Regions from separate parts of the Mus musculus genome. Here regions 2, 3 and 4 are each linked to region 1. The links are chromatin contacts, called in public HiChIP or PLAC-seq and Micro-C maps. All regions are on one chromosome and are shown on one strand. Each heading gives the region's core, a stretch centred on a gene start, on an enhancer-like site or on the middle of the called end of the contact. The rest is flanking DNA. Distances are from core to core; before and after follow the strand shown.

Region 1 (3,663 bases), core at 561-3,060:
ATACCACGAGGAGAGCAAAGCTGAGGTGGAAACACTTTTCTCAACTCCCATTCTACCTAGGGGCTCCCTTGAGCTTCTGCCTTCTCACATGAACGCTATACAAGAAACGCACACAACCTGAACAGCAGTAGAGGAAAAACAAAACAACAACAAAAAAATCAAAACAAAAAAAAAACCCCAAGAAACCAAACAGGAGACCTCTCCTTATTATTATTATTGCCGGGACTACCTGGAGCGTCCTAAGACCCAGACCCTTGGTGGAATCAGGTGGCTTTCATAGTCCCTCTAGAGGACTTCACGTCTGTCTTCTCCAGATCTGCTTCTCCCGGGTCTCAGGCAACCTAGCCACCAAGCACAGATATTTTATCCCTCTTAGGATAAATGGCTTCGACCTGGGAGTAACAGATTTAAAGGACGCCAGAAAAAAATTATCATTAATTGTAAAATACCTGCTGGTACTTCACTTTAGAAGAATGTAATTGGCAAAGGGTGTGTGTGTGGGGGGGGGGAGGCGGCTGATGAATAGATAATAGATCTTTAACCACCAATAAACAGAGAGCAGCGCCAGCAGGCTGGGGGGATGTGATCATAATTATGCCTCAGCGTGAGCCAATGGGGACGAGAGAAGTCGGCCCTAAAATCATCCCAAAACCGAAGGCAAGCTCGAAAATGCGGACAGGGCCTAGGACCGGAGACACAATCCTAAGTGCCAGGTTGCGAAACCTGGATTTGTAGAGCAACCCAGCCCTGGGACAACAGATGTCAGAATAAAAATAGGTACAGTAATAATAGCAATAATGGGAACAGTGTCAACGCCACTAAGGACAATGGAACGATAACACAGTCATAACTTCAGCTTCTGACCTAGGACCCAAGACTCCTTTCCCAAATAACCCCACATTTCCCAGAAAGAGCTGTTTTGGGGACAGAAGTGACCACCCTCCAGAAAGGATAAGCAGAAACTCTTGGGTGCAAGCTGGAAGTCCACTGCCACGGTACAGGCGCAGCTGGCCCCTCAGGTTTGAACTTAAAAAAACGAACCAGCCGGGTCAAAGACTGCAAACGCGTGGACCCTGGAACCTCGAAGCTACGCTTGGTTGGAGGGGTGGGAGGACCCCCCCCCTCGAGCGCCTAGGAAACCTCGGGAGTTTTGCTGGGGGTGGGGATTGGTAGGAGTGAAGCGGGTTAGCCCTTGCCCGGAACCAGTCCCCGCCCGCTTACCCTCGCCGGGCGCCCGAAGCCATCTCAGTGACCCGGGCGCGGGCCTCCAGGGGACAACCGCAGCGGAGCTTAGGGTGTGAAGAAATCTGCGTGTCCGTCCGTGATTCAGTCCCATCAGCTCCAGCGCCGCAGGCTTAGGATCCAGGGGTCCGCAGCAAAGGCAGCGCAGCCCCGAGACTCTGCAGGGACCCGGGTGCCCCGGTGGGAGTGGTGTGGGTGCAGTAGGAGGCGGTGGCTGAGGGGGAGGAGGAGGGGGAAAGAGGAGGAGGAGGAAGAGGAGGAGGAGAGGAACGAGGAAGAGGAGGAGAAGAGGGAAGCGGAGGAGGCGAAGGAGGAGGAGAGAAGCCGCAGCGGGCGCCGCAGGAGCGAGGGAGCTAGCCCGGAGCGCAGGGCGAAGACACCAAGAGGTCGGCGGCCGGGCGGGCGGCTGGAGGCACAGCCGGGGCAGTAGCGCCGACTCCGTTCCATTCTGGGCCCGGATCCAGGCCTCCGGGTTCCCAGGCGTTCGCCTCCCTCTGACGCACTTTAAAGAGTCTCCCCCCTTCCACCTCAGGGCGAGTAATAGCGACCAATCATCAAGCCATTTACCAGGCTTCGGAGGAAGCTGTTTATGTGATCCCCGCACTAATTAGGCTCATGAACTAACAAATCGTTTGCACTACTAGTGAAGAAGCGAACACTTCCATGGATTGTCCTTGGACTTAGGGCGCCCTGCCCGCCTTTTGCAAAGGAGAGAAAACTTTTTTTTTGCCTCCCCGAAAACCCCCTCCCTGCCTCTAACTCCAATCTCCCCCCCCCCCACGCCACCTCGCTCAAAAAAATATTACCCCAATCCACGCCTGCAAATTCTTCTGGAAGGATTTTCCCCCCTCTCTCCAGGTTGGGCGCGTTTGGTGCAAGATTCTCGGGATCTTCGGCTTTGCCTCTCCTCCCCCTCCCCCTCCTTTCCTTTTTCCTTTCCTTTCTTCCTTCCTTCCTTTCCTTACCCCCACCCCCACCCCAAACAAACGAGTCCCCCATTCTCCTCGGTCCTCGCCGCGGGCAGCGGGCGGCGGAGGCAGCGCGCCGCGGTCGCCGGGAGCAGGGAGCCCAGCGCGCCCGCTCCTCGGCGCAGCATGTTTCAGCCGGCGCCCAAGCGCTGCTTCACCATCGAGTCGCTGGTGGCCAAGGACAGTCCCCTGCCTGCCTCGCGCTCCGAGGATCCCATCCGTCCCGCGGCACTCAGCTACGCCAATTCCAGTCCCATAAATCCGTTCCTCAACGGCTTCCACTCGGCCGCCGCCGCCGCCGCCGCCGGCAGGGGCGTCTACTCCAACCCGGACTTGGTGTTCGCCGAGGCGGTCTCGCACCCGCCCAACCCCGCCGTGCCGGTGCACCCGGTGCCGCCGCCGCACGCCCTGGCCGCCCACCCCCTGCCCTCCTCGCATTCGCCACACCCCCTCTTCGCCTCGCAGCAGCGGGACCCGTCCACCTTCTACCCCTGGCTCATCCACCGCTACCGATATCTGGGTCATCGCTTCCAAGGTACGTGCCACGTCGCGGAACTGAAGCACGCCGCTCCGGTCGCCTCCTTCATTGCGCCCGGCCTGCTCCGGGTGGGCGCTCCTCGAGGCCTGGACGGGCGGAGGTCAGCCCGGGTTCTTGGTTCTGAAACTGGGCAGCTAGGGGCCCGAGAGGCTTTGGTCCCCAGTCTCTGAAGCTCGTTTGGGTTACTGGCTTGCCCACTCCTTGACCCTTTGTAAAAGGGTGCAAACGAGGTGTCCCGTGGTTCGGGCCGGGGTCGGGCTGGCTGGGACACGATGCTGGGCGACGAAGCCCGCTGTCAAGAAGCTCTGAGCCCGCGAGGTCTTTGAATCCTGTTTCCCTGGACCGTGTTCCCGGCCGGTCTATCACTCAGGGACTCGGACAGGGCCACATGGCCAGGTTCACTGGACTTCAACTCTGCTCTACACTCACTCTATGTCCCCCCAGCCCAGACCCGCAACTTCTAGGTCTTCAACCCCTTTAAGGAGACAAGGAGACCTTGGAAACCTCAGAGCAAACTGTTTCCTTCCTCCTGCTCTGGAGGCCCAGGGAGGGGCGGGAAGAGAGCGAATAGAAACCTCCACAGCTCCACTAGTTCTCTCAGCGACCTGTTTAACCCGGGCACCCGCTGGACGTGGCGGGAAGTCGGGTTCCGTTTGGTCTTTGGTTGCTGATTTTTGTTTTTGTTTTTGTTCTTCCTGAGAGAAAGAAAGAAAGAAAGAAATTAAGAAAGAAATTTAAGAAAAGAAAAGAGAAAATCCAGTCGAGAGAAGGCCCGACAAGGGAAGATCTGTTTGGATATCTTCATTTTTTTCCCCGATTTAGTAATTTTGTATGCTTCTGGGTTGGGGTTGGTAAGAAAGTTAAAACTTTAGGAAAAGGGTTCGAATTAGTTTGCCGACTGCAGTCCATAAAAGA
Region 2 (3,954 bases), core at 826-3,325, 1.8 Mb after region 1:
TCATCCCCGGGGTCGGCCATGCATCGCGCCACGTCGTGACCCCTGGAGAGAGGCGGGGCGGGGTCAGAGGGCCAGCGATGACGTCATAGCGGGTTCAGGGCTCACGTCACCGGCGACGTGATGACGTGATTGGCCAACCACACCCACGATGCATGAGGGCCCCGCCTGAGGTCACTGCTCACGTGGAGTTGAGGACTCGCAGCGAGTACCGGACGTCCGCGGGCGCCGCTGGCCCCTCCCGCCACGCGCAGGAAAGGAAGCGCGCGGCTCGGATCTCGCAGGTCAGGTTCTCCGCCCCCGAGCCCGCCGCGCCTGACAAGATGGCCGCCGTGAGCCCGACCGGAAGTCGCCAGGCGTCGTCGCTGGTTGCTGGCGATGACGACGCCGGTTGCCGGCGGTGACGTCATCGCTTGCCGGCGTTCGCGAGCGATGACGTCACCGGGACGCTCCCGGCCCTGCCCACCTTCGTTGACGAAGCTCAGCCTCCAGTGCGCGGCCGCGCCCCCGACCGTGCCATTGACATCCAGCGTGACACCGTGGTGCAGCGCCATCATCCTCCTGAACCAGCAGCGGCAACCGAAGGGCTGCGGGGGGGACAGGGAGTGGGAGGGTGGGGGAGCGCATTGGGGTCACGACCGGAAGTGACATCATTGCGGGACAAGGCCCTCTCTCCCTACCCCCACGTACCGAGACTCGCCGGTGTATCCCCGCCTCCCGCGAGGTCACGGTGCATGACGTCACCGTGACGTTCCCCGCGGCGGTGTCGCAGGCCCAGGTCAGCGTCCGAGTCCAGGGGTCGAAGGTCAGGTTGAGGGCGGAGCCGGCGTCCGGTGTGGTCGGAGCTGGAAGGGGGAGGAGGGTGAGGTGGCTCTGTTGGACGCGGCCCCGCCCACCGTGACTTCCGACCCCGCCCACCTAGCGTCACTAACCCAGAAGGGCCTGAGTTCCCGGAAGCAGTAGCGTGGAGAAGAGCAGGGCGAGCTGAGCCAGGGGGGTGATGTTCATGGCATGTGATGACGTCATCTGTCAGTCAGATGAGTGGGCAGAGCCGAGGTGTTATCCTGTCTGGCGCACTAGGGTGGGCGGGGCATTCTCTGGCCCCGTCCCACCCACTCACTACAGCATGATTTGTGGTGGGTACAGAGGCTGGGCTCTGCCATCTGAGCCATGCCCCTGTCTCAGCTCCTCTCTTGGTGACGTTATCCTATTGATTCCCCGTGAATCTTTGCTTATATGTGGACCCGCTTTGTCCGCGCGGTGGGGAGGCGGTCGAGGGGATCGGGGGTCGCCCTGCCTGCCTGTGGCCTGACTGTGTGTAGGTCAGACCCTTTCCCCCTCACGCTCCACCGCCGCCTGGACCCGCCTTTCCCCAACCCCGCCGTGCTCCAAGCTCAGCTGCAGCCACTTCCTTTTCTCCAGTCCCCACTTCCTGTCGGGCCAAGGACGCTCGCTCGCGGGGAGTGGGGAGGGCGGGGGCGGCGTCCGCGGGGTCTCCGCAGTCGGGCTTAGGGGCGATCCGCAACTCCCCGCTTCCCCCACCCCCCACCCCCGCCCCGGGCTTTGGAGGAAACGCACTTGAAGCCATCCCCCTGCCTCAACTCCACCATCTCCAGACCCCTGACTCCTGGAGGTGAACCACATCTCCTGACCCCAGTACTACACAGAGGTCAGAGGTTGCGGGGGATTGGCAGGCGGAGGCCACGCCCCCCAACTCCGGCTTCTAAGCCCCCCTTGGCCTCTGTTACCTCTGACCCCACCCCAAACCATCCCCAGGGCTCAGACCCACGGGTGGTGGGGACCTTGTACCCGAGACCCAGGGCACACACAGTAGGTCTGCATGTCCCACTGCCCCCCCCTTCCGGTCTCTCCGTCCCCTAGCCCCATCGTTTTCTAAACCCCAGGGTGTGCTGGGCACACAGTAGGGCCAGGTGGGAGGGGCTTCTGGGTGACGTCATGTCAGGCAGGGTGAGGTGGAAAGGGGTGGAGGGGCTCTGACCTGAGACAGGGGGCTTCCTGCGATGGATGGTGAGGCCTGGGCGCAGCGTCTGTGTCCGTCCGTCTGTCCGTCTGTCTCCCGCTTCCTCTTCCTCATCTGCAGGTTGGGAAACCTAGAGGGGAAGGAACAAGGCAGGCAGGGGTGGGTGGCTGGGTGGGGCCCGGTGACGTCACCGGGGGCGGGGTCCGAGTGTCCCGTGCAGGCAGCATGATGTCAAATGCGCACAGTAAGTATACGCGCCAGGCGGTTGGCCCGCTGTGTGACGCCATGCAACCTCGTGCAGTGGGGCAGCACACCGGGACGTGAGCCTACTGTGTGGCTGTTCGGGCGCGTCACACTGCCACGCACACAGCCTGGCTACACACGGTGTGACGTCAGTCACTGCATCTGACCCCTTGTGGACACAGTGTGACCACTCAGCACAGTGTGACATCACCGACAGTCTTACCCTGATGCACACAGTGTGACCACACATGTGAGCACGCGCTTACACAGTGGGAAGACTCTGACATGCAAAGTCTTGATCCTGTTGATCATATTGATAAGGGTTAGGTTCAACAGGTGATCCTTAGGTTCACATCTCCTTGCGTCATCGTTAATTTCCAAATTGGGGAAAACCAAATCTGGATGAAACGGACAATTTTCTACACAGCACAGGCACCACAGTTAAAATCACGGAAGCCACCTAACGGTCCCAGGACCCAGAACCCAGAGACAGCTGTGAAGTCTCCCACCCAAGACAGCCCAGGGTCAGGCGGGCCTGGTGGATGCTTCCACCCAGCTCATTCTGTGAAGCCACACACACACACACACTGCGCGGAGATGGACGTTTCTGTAAAATCAGGAACTCGTCACAATTTCTGTCCACAGAGGACTCATGAGAGATTTTCTGTCGTGTTTAATGTTCCAAACAGATTTTAAAAACTGGTAGAGTGTGTATTAATGTCTGCTTCCGAAGATGTCATGTACATTTAAGAGGCATTTAAACTATTATGAATTATTTTAATGACTTTAAAAATATCAATACTGAGTTGTATGTTTTAAGATAAATTTTATTAGTTTTAAAAACCTACATGGTATTGTGGGGAATTGCAGGCTGGTCTCCAGTCGATCTGAGGTCTGAACCCCGATAGTCATAATTCACCCTCATGACACGGTAGGCATTCCCTCATGCTCCTTACCACCTCCCACAGCCCCAAGAGAAGCATGGTCAATCTGACCTTCAGGCTAAACTCCTCCCCAGTTACCTAGCAACAGGGAAGACCATAAAAAGGGGTGCTTAGCCCCCACCTCGCTCTCTTACTCCTTTGTCCTCTCACCTCTCACTTCTCTCACTTCTCTCCTCTTCCCTTTCTCTTTGTCTTCTTCTTTCCTCTCCTCTCTCCTTCTTTCTCTTTCTCTCTAGCCTTTCCTCCCTCCCCCCTCTCCTCTCTCTTCTACCTTCTCTCTTTCCCCTGAATTTCTATAATAAAGCTCTTAAACCATAGAGTCTCTGCTCTGCTCCATCAAGGCCCACTGCACACTCTGGTTAGTGTTGGGAACTTCTTCCCCCATTCCCTCTCTCCCACAACCCTGGTGGCTTTAGCAAAGTAGCTCTGGGTGGGGGGTCCCGTGGCAGGGCTGCCCCTTGGCCACCCCCTGAAGAGTGGGATAGAGGAATGCCCACCCAGGGATGAGTAAATAGGGTAGGTAGCAGCCCTCCCACACCTGACTGACCAGAGAATAGGGAAACTCTGGCGGGGTGTGGGTATCTTTTTCCTATCCTACTTACCCCCACCCCCACCCCAGGCCTCCCCTTTATTTTGTCCCCAACATGGTATTGGTACAGAGGCAGACATGTTGATCAGTGGAATAGAATTGAAGAACCAGAAATAAAACCACACACTTATGGTCACTTCATCTTTGACAAAGACGCCCCCCCCAAAAAAAAACAATGGAAAAAAGAAAGCATCTTCACT
Region 3 (3,649 bases), core at 598-3,097, 1.0 Mb after region 1:
CTTTTTGGAACATAAAGATCTTACTCAGGAAATGTTAAAAACCTGGATATTGATTTGGGATCATAGTATGATCTGAAATCAAAGTGAATCCAAGGCTCAGGTAGACAAAACAGTCATTATATCTCAGCTGGGGCCTTTTAAAAAGGTAAAGTGAAAATCTTCACCAACTCCAACACCACATTTAAATTCCACCCACAGTGTACGCAAAGAAAAAAAGAAAGAAAGAAAGAAAGAAAGAAAGAAAGAAAGAAAGAAAGAAAGAAAGAAAGAAAGAGAGAAAGAAAGACCTGCTACTGATTTATTTTTCTGAACCCAGAAAAATAGCTGTTTTGCTTTCAGGGGTAGACCTGATAAATCTGCTTCTCTCTCTCTCCCCAGGCTCTTCTGCTCCAAAGCCCACCTAACATTTCACAGAAACACAAAAACCAGACAAATCAAAAGGGCTGGGTGGGAATTCGCATGTGTTGGCTTAACTTTGGTGCTGGGAATAAGATCTCACGACGACCTCTGGGGCTAAGGGATATGAATTTCCCCAGCTCGGACCTGGCAGAGCGACATCAGATGACCACGCTGACAGTCATGTTCTGGCCATGAGGCACAATCTTGCGGGGCCAGGACAGCAGCATCTTGCGCAGCTCCTCTCGAAAGCTGTCGTGCAGCCATGCATAGATGAAGGGGTTGTAGCAGGCGGAGCTCATAGCAAGCCAGTGGCAGAGTAGCTGCACCAGCCCGAAGGCGTAGGGGTCGATGGCACGCGGGTCCAGGTCTCGCAATAGGTTGAAAATGTGCAGCGGCAGCCAGCAGACCGCGAACACTACCACCACCACCACCAGCAGACAGAAAGTGCGGCGGCGACGCGCTCGGTCCCAGTCAGCTTGACTCTGGGTCACGCTGCCAGGCACCACGCGGTTCCTCAGCTTCACTGACACCCGTACGTAAGACAGGAGGATGGCCAGCAGGGGGAGCAAATAGGTGCCCAGAAGCAGCCCCCAGGCGTAGATCTGGCGTTGGCGCTCCTGCGAGCCCCAGAACTCCTCGCAGAGGCTCACGTCGTGGGGCTTGAGCTCCACATGGTAGGTGTGCACCGCGGCCGGCAGCGCCAGCACTGCAGATAGAGCCCAGATGCCCAGCACCGCGTAGGCGCTGAGCCTCAGTGAAATGCGCCGACGTAGCGGGTGCACCAGAACCACATAGCGGTCCAAGGCGATTGTGGTGAGTGTGAACACCGATACATAGACGGTGACCGGCTGCAGGAAGAAAACCAGATGACACAGGCCTCCACCGAACACCCAGCCCCGAGGTTCAAAGGCATAAGCTAGCGTGAGAGGCACACAGGCGGCACACATGAGCACGTCGGACAAGGCCAGGTTGCCAATGAGGAAGTTGGTCACGTTGTGCAGCCGGCGCACGCGCGCGATCACCAGCACAAGCAGGCAGTTGCCCACCAGACCCACGACCACCACGATGCTGTACAGCATCACGATCAACCCCTTCAGCTGGTGCACCAGCTGCAGGCTCTGGAACGGCGTGACTGCTGCAGCTCGGGGAACCGTTGCAGACAGGTTGCCCTCCGAGGCCTCTGCGCTCTGGTTGGCTGGAGTCGAGCTAGCTGGCAACAGCCCAGAAGACAAATCGGGGTCTCCAGTGGTCTCAGTGGACAGTGAGGTCATGGCTACCTGTTCAAAGGTAATCAAAGTTGTCACTTTCCATCTTCCCTCGTGTACCTTTTCCCACCACCCAACTCCTCTCTTGGACACAAGACCCAGAACATCAAGCGCAATGAATGTTGTCCTTCCAGTTCTATAAAAATAAGCCTAACACAGGTTCTTTAAACAGCTCCTATTCGTGGATAGCTCTCGCGGTCCCCGGAAGGCAGACCGGGGAGCTGGCCCTACCTGTGAGCAGGCTTGGCTGGCGGGAAAAGGCTCTCAAAGGCGGGAGCAGACCGCCTGCTGTTCCTCAGGGGTCCTCAGCCAACAATGGACGCTCGCTCGGGTTGCTCTCTTCTACTAACGGATTCAGTAGTTCCCAGTGGGTCAGCAGCTTGTGAGGGGTCTGGGAGCTCCTCCCCTCCACCTCTTCCTGACTTCAGCTCTCCCTTCAATGGAAGATGGGGGCGGAGCTTACTGCCCAACTCTGTGCTTAAGAGGAGCAGCATGTGTAGTAGGAATAAGCAAGAAAGGGGGTGGGGCCAGGAACCTGGGCCCCACGCTCCAGGGTGATCTCCACTTCGGAAGTGTGCAGTGCCCCTGGAGAAGCTGTTCCAGAGGGGCGTGTCCCAGGGGATGACAGAGGAGGTGCGGGAAGCGCCAATTTGTGATGTCCACCAGGTGTAGTCTCCAAAGGCTGAGAGGATTTGGAAATAGGGAAATGTAGATAAACTAGGGAGTGAAGGGAAGTCCTCACAGGACAGCTCCAGATCCTGCAGAGCTCCAACTGCAGCTGACAGAGTCGCTAGAGTTTGGGGTCTAGCAGAGCTTTGTTATGCTGCACCTGTCGCTGGTCAGGGATTTTAGGGCTCTAGCACTCCAGTGTATCCTTTGAGCCTTTTGCAGGTGTGGTGGCCAGAGTTTCCTCTCAAAGGGAAAAAATCAGCACCACGGGCAGCTCCCCAGTGCTGTGTGGGTACGGCGCAAGGGGGCTCGCGACAATCGAAATTACTGCAGCTCTGTGGATCTGAGGCTTGCTCCCTGGAGCAAAAAAAAAAAAAGAAGTGCAGGATGGAGATTGAAGGGTGACTTTGGCTCCGATATGGATCATCACCAGGGACCGTGCCATCATTTACCTCCCTAGCTCAGAAAAACGCAGCCATCAGGCCAGTTTGTGCTCTATAAATTCACCCCAATATCTGAACCCTGCCACTCTTTGCTCATTTCTCTTTGTCGCTACAGCAACCCAAGGCGCCACCTGTCCTAGCAGAGATTGTTGAGTTCCTGACTTTCTTGTCCTCCTAGAATAAAAGCCCTTCCTATGTCGGTTTAGATATTTTTTTCTTTTTTACGTACTAGCGGTTGCAGGGTTTCAGAAAGAATAACAAAGGTGACATTTGAAAAGGTTAAGTTTCATAAGATCTTTAGTAGCATGAAGTTGTCACTGAAATATAAGTTAAGCTGCACAGTGAGAGGTCTGTCAGGAAAGGGGCTTTGTAACCACCCTGTTCAGAAGCCAGGGCTTCTGAAGGAGGCTGAGTTTCAATGTCTAGTCCTCTCTGGTAAGCCCTACTTTAGCCTCTGGGGCTTCAGATATCTCAGTTCTACTAGAAAGCTTTAACAAGTCATTCCACTCTTGAAATTCCAGTGAGTCACTCACACAAGAAGAAAAGTCAGTTATAGCACAAAAGCTACCCATTATTGTGCTATTTCCACTCTACACCCACACTCTCTGAGCGATAATACATGTAGCAGAAACCAGTATGAAAGTCAGAGTGGTAAGTAGTTCACGTGTGTACTGGGGCACTTTCCAGAGAAGGTAATTTACCACTTGCCAAATAAATCTGGTAAAGGACTATAAACACTGGCAAAGCTAATAAGTAACGTGGCTGGGATTTCTATCCAGATCTGCCTTACTTCAGAGAAAACCTCTGTGTGTATGTGTGTGTATGTGTGTGTGTGTGTGTGTGTGTGTGTGTGTGTGTGTGTGTGTATGTGTG
Region 4 (3,423 bases), core at 298-2,797, 1.4 Mb after region 1:
AATCATTATGAACTGCCACAAAATCAGAATGCAATTGCAGTGATGCTGTTATCTTTCACATTAAATCCTAGTGTAAATGTATCTTTTATTCGCCTGTAGTAACTATCGGTGGTTTGCTGCCTCTGTCTGTTAATCTGGGCCTAGTCCTGGAAGCTTCTAGCCTCTGTACAATCTTATCTCTGCCTAGAATGTTTTCAGCCTCTGAGGCTTACTGCTGAATAAGCTCACCTTTTCTAGTTCTTTCTGAATTCTGGCTAGCTAGTTCAAACTCCTCTACAAGCTGACAGATTCTGGCTTCTCCTGAATTGCTCTGTTTGGCCTAATACTAACTTTGGCAGTATGTTCTAATCTTCTGGCTCCTTCTCATTTTTTGGCTCAGTCTGTTTTCACCTGTGTCTAGCTTGTTCTCTCTCTGCAACACATCTCTGTACAACTGTCCCAGTAAAAATTCTCCCTTCCTTTCTCTCTCCACTGCCCCTAAAGTAGCTTCCTTTTCCTCTCTCTTCTTGTGAGAGTTGGGAATATCCTGTTCTGTCAAATCTTTGATTTCACTTTGTCTACCACTCAACTAGACATCACTTTTAAACATGGGAGCTTCCTTCTACAAACTAACCTTCCTTGTTTGGGTTTAAAGTGTTTACTAAGGGTGTTTCTGAATTCCAGCCAGAGAGATTAAATGTGTGTGTTAAGGGCTGAGCTACACCACAAATAGAAACAGGTTTTGGTTGTTGTTGTTGTTGTTGTTGTTTTTTCTAGTAAATAATACAATCTTGGAGATCACAGTGTGATCAAATGTCCTGCAACATCCTAGAGCATCCTTATTATAAATGAATTCTGTATTTTAACTGTTACATGCTTGACCTCCACACCCTCTAAACTAATGTATTGAAATCCTGACTTTCAAGGTCATGACTTTAGGAAGTTGAGTCTGGGAAAGAATGCTGACCCTGACTTGACCCCTAGCCTAAGAACAGGGCCAAGGAATGGATTCCCACCAATCCCCGAGCTAGTCCTAAACTCAAGATTTGAAATCCTACCAATATCCACCCTGGAAAGCCCAGTCTCCCAAAAAACCCTGTATAAACCCTGTCTTTTGCTCAGTTTCCTGCTGTATAGAGGCTGCTGCCCCTCCTGGATTCACCTCCTCCCCCTAATTAAATCTCTTGCGTGAGGTTTGTTGTGTGATGTGACTTTGTGCTTTTTGGCTCCCAGGATTGGAGGCTCCAAAGGATTGCCAGGATACCTCTCAGAGCAGATCAAGCTGGGGACATCATCGCCTGCCAGAGCGGTGCTGTTACACTTGGATTGGGGAAACTAACATTTCTATAGGGGACCCTTTCCCTCCAGAGCAGCAACACATATTAGGTCTCCAATTATTTGTCTTTGTAATCAGTGAACGGACACTTCACTGGAGATCTTTAAGGTACTAGACAAACGAACAAGGACCTAAGCGTAGAAAGGCTGCAAGAAGGAAGTTTGGCCAGGAGAGGGAAGCCTGGGGCGGCACCTGTAGTGCCTGCTGCACCCTGCCGGAAGGGACGGGACTTGTTATGGGCGTGGCCAAGAGGAGGGGTGGGACCTGCAGTGCGGAGCCCAGGGTAGCGGCGGAAGATGGCTGCGGTTGTGGCAATGGACACCCAGCTGATGCTCGGAGTCGGGCTGATCGGTGAGGACGCAGGCTCTCTGTCTGCCAGGCCATGCCGCAGCTCCGCCTGGGTTCTGGGATCCCCCGGGCTGCTTCGCCAGGGAGAGGCTAGACTTGGGCCGAGGACTTCGGCCTCCTCCCGCCGGGGCTGACGTGGGGCCTGCGGGCGGGCGGGCGGGCGGGCGGGCGGGGCTCGATACTCCCGTTGACCGCCTGCTTTGGGACTATGGGTTGGAGAGCTAGGGCCCGGCTGCGTTTGTTTGCGGCTCCCCGGGAGTATGGGTGACACCCAGGGAGCCCCGAGTGCCATTGGCAGGACATGCCAGGAACTGGCAGAACCGATGTTGAAACCCGTGCAGGGTCATCCCGAGCCCCTACTCCCACGGTAGAGAACTTCGTGTCAGTTGATCCTGATGGCTCTGGAGTTCCTTCTTGGTCACATATGGGACCCCAGCTACTTAATAGGAATTCATATGGAGGAAATTCATAGGTATCTTTTATAGTCCCAACTGTGCGTGACCGTTGGCAGCCCAAGCAGGTGGTAGGTGATAGCAACGCGCGGCACGAATGAATGAACCTTTATGAATTCCTTTGAATAGTCTCTCTCCTGAGGTTCTAATTAATACAAGTAGGACACTACTGTTCCTGGCAGAGTGCAATCGTGTTGCATAGGCTTACCAAAGATCTGCTGTTATTATTTTTCAGGAGCTCAAAGAAGTGTCTTTATCTTGTACTCGCTTTTTCTTTTTGTGTAAAATTTAAATTTTTTTGGTGTGAATGTTTGCCTGACTGTATGTTTGTGCACCTTGTTTCCCAGTGGAGGTCAGAAGAGATCATCAGATCCTCTGGACCTGGAGCTCATATAGGTGCCGGAAATAGAACCCAATCCTCTTAAAGAACAGCTAGTGCTCTTAACCGCAGAGCTATCTCTAGTCCTCTTGTATTCATTTCTTCTTCTTTTTTCTTTTTTTCTTTTTCTTTTTTTTTTTCTTTTTTTGGTTTTTCGAGACAGGGTTTCTCTGTATAGCCCTGGCTGTCCTGGAACTCACTTTGTAGACCAGGCTGGCCTCGAACTCAGAAATCCTCCTGCCTCTGCCTCCCAAGTTGCTGGGATTAAAGGCGTGCGCCACCACCGCCCGGCATCTAATGTGATTTTTAAATTGCTTGAAAACAAAACCTATGTACCTCAGGCATCTTGGACCTGTCAGCACTTCAGAATTAAGACTGAATTAAACTGTGAAGATAAAAATGACTTACAAATGGCCAGGGGTTGATGCACACCTTTAATTTTAGCGCCCAGGAGCCAGAGGCAGGCAGGTTCAAAGTCAGGTCTACAGAGTTCCACGACAGCCAGGGCTGCACAGAAAAACTCGTTCCCAACAAAACAAACAAACAAAAACAAAAAAACCCTGCAACATATTTACAGCTCTTTAGTTTTTATTTTCCTTAGATTTTATTCTTACATGCACTTTAAAGGATATTTATTTCTAAGGTATGTGGTGGTGGCCTGCATTTAGCTTCAGTACTTGGGAGGTAACAAGTGGATCTCTGAGTTTTAAGGCCAGTCTGGTCTATGCAGGAAAGTGCCAGGAAAGCCAGGGCTACACAGGGAAATCCTGTCTCAAAAAAAAAAAAATTTGTTTCTAAGTAATGGGGTTATCAGAGGTATGGTGACATAAATCTATAAGTTATCAACTACTTTGGGAACTGAGCCAGCCCCTCAAGTTATTTCCTTTTTTTTTTTTTTAAATTGAGGTATTTATTTTGGTGAGAAAAGC

The links. A called contact is a pair of places that touch in the nucleus more often than the background predicts. HiChIP or PLAC-seq counts read pairs in DNA pulled down with a chosen protein or histone mark.
Region 2: a contact with region 1 is called in an H3K27ac HiChIP or PLAC-seq map of epiblast stem cells, with 6 times the contacts expected there. The contact joins the promoter of Csf2ra here to the promoter of Emx2 in region 1. A contact is called at or near these places in 1 of 39 promoter capture datasets (embryonic stem cells), 1 of 484 Hi-C or Micro-C datasets (embryonic stem cells), 1 of 115 datasets of contacts at active chromatin or transcription factors (epiblast stem cells) and 1 of 9 other capture datasets (embryonic tail).
Region 3: a contact with region 1 is called in an H3K4me3 HiChIP or PLAC-seq map of embryonic stem cells, with 7 times the contacts expected there. The contact joins the promoter of Prlhr here to the promoter of Emx2 in region 1. A contact is called at or near these places in 8 of 39 promoter capture datasets (3T3-L1-derived adipocytes, HPC-7-derived erythroid cells, embryonic stem cells and 5 more), 1 of 15 datasets of contacts at CTCF or cohesin (stem cell-derived epiblast-like cells), 10 of 115 datasets of contacts at active chromatin or transcription factors (astrocytes, embryonic forebrain, embryonic hindbrain and 5 more) and 2 of 9 other capture datasets (embryonic stem cells and embryonic tail).
Region 4: a Micro-C map of embryonic stem cells shows a contact between it and region 1, with 11 times the contacts expected there. The contact joins the promoter of Dennd10 here to the promoter of Emx2 in region 1. A contact is called at or near these places in 1 of 39 promoter capture datasets (neural stem cells) and 1 of 484 Hi-C or Micro-C datasets (embryonic stem cells).

Annotation. Positions count from the first base shown.
Region 1 is chr19:59,456,880-59,460,542 of GRCm38.p6, forward strand. It overlaps Emx2 (empty spiracles homeobox 2), which reads left to right and starts at 1,811. Exons shown (of 3, transcript NM_010132.2): 1 at 1,811-2,745. The coding sequence starts at 2,337. It also overlaps Emx2os.
Region 2 is chr19:61,226,343-61,230,296 of GRCm38.p6, forward strand. It overlaps Csf2ra (colony stimulating factor 2 receptor, alpha, low-affinity (granulocyte-macrophage)), which reads right to left and starts at 2,076. Exons shown (of 12, transcript NM_009970.2): 1 at 1,997-2,076; 2 at 930-1,023; 3 at 688-842; 4 at 464-584; 5 at 183-312; 6 at 1-42. The coding sequence starts at 1,023.
Region 3 is chr19:60,466,457-60,470,105 of GRCm38.p6, forward strand. It overlaps Prlhr (prolactin releasing hormone receptor), which reads right to left and starts at 1,848. Exons shown (of 1, transcript NM_201615.2): 1 at 277-1,848. The coding sequence starts at 1,670. The coding sequence ends at 558.
Region 4 is chr19:60,810,008-60,813,430 of GRCm38.p6, forward strand. Dennd10 (DENN domain containing 10) reads left to right here and starts at 1,548. Exons shown (of 9, transcript NM_026437.4): 1 at 1,548-1,666. The coding sequence starts at 1,612.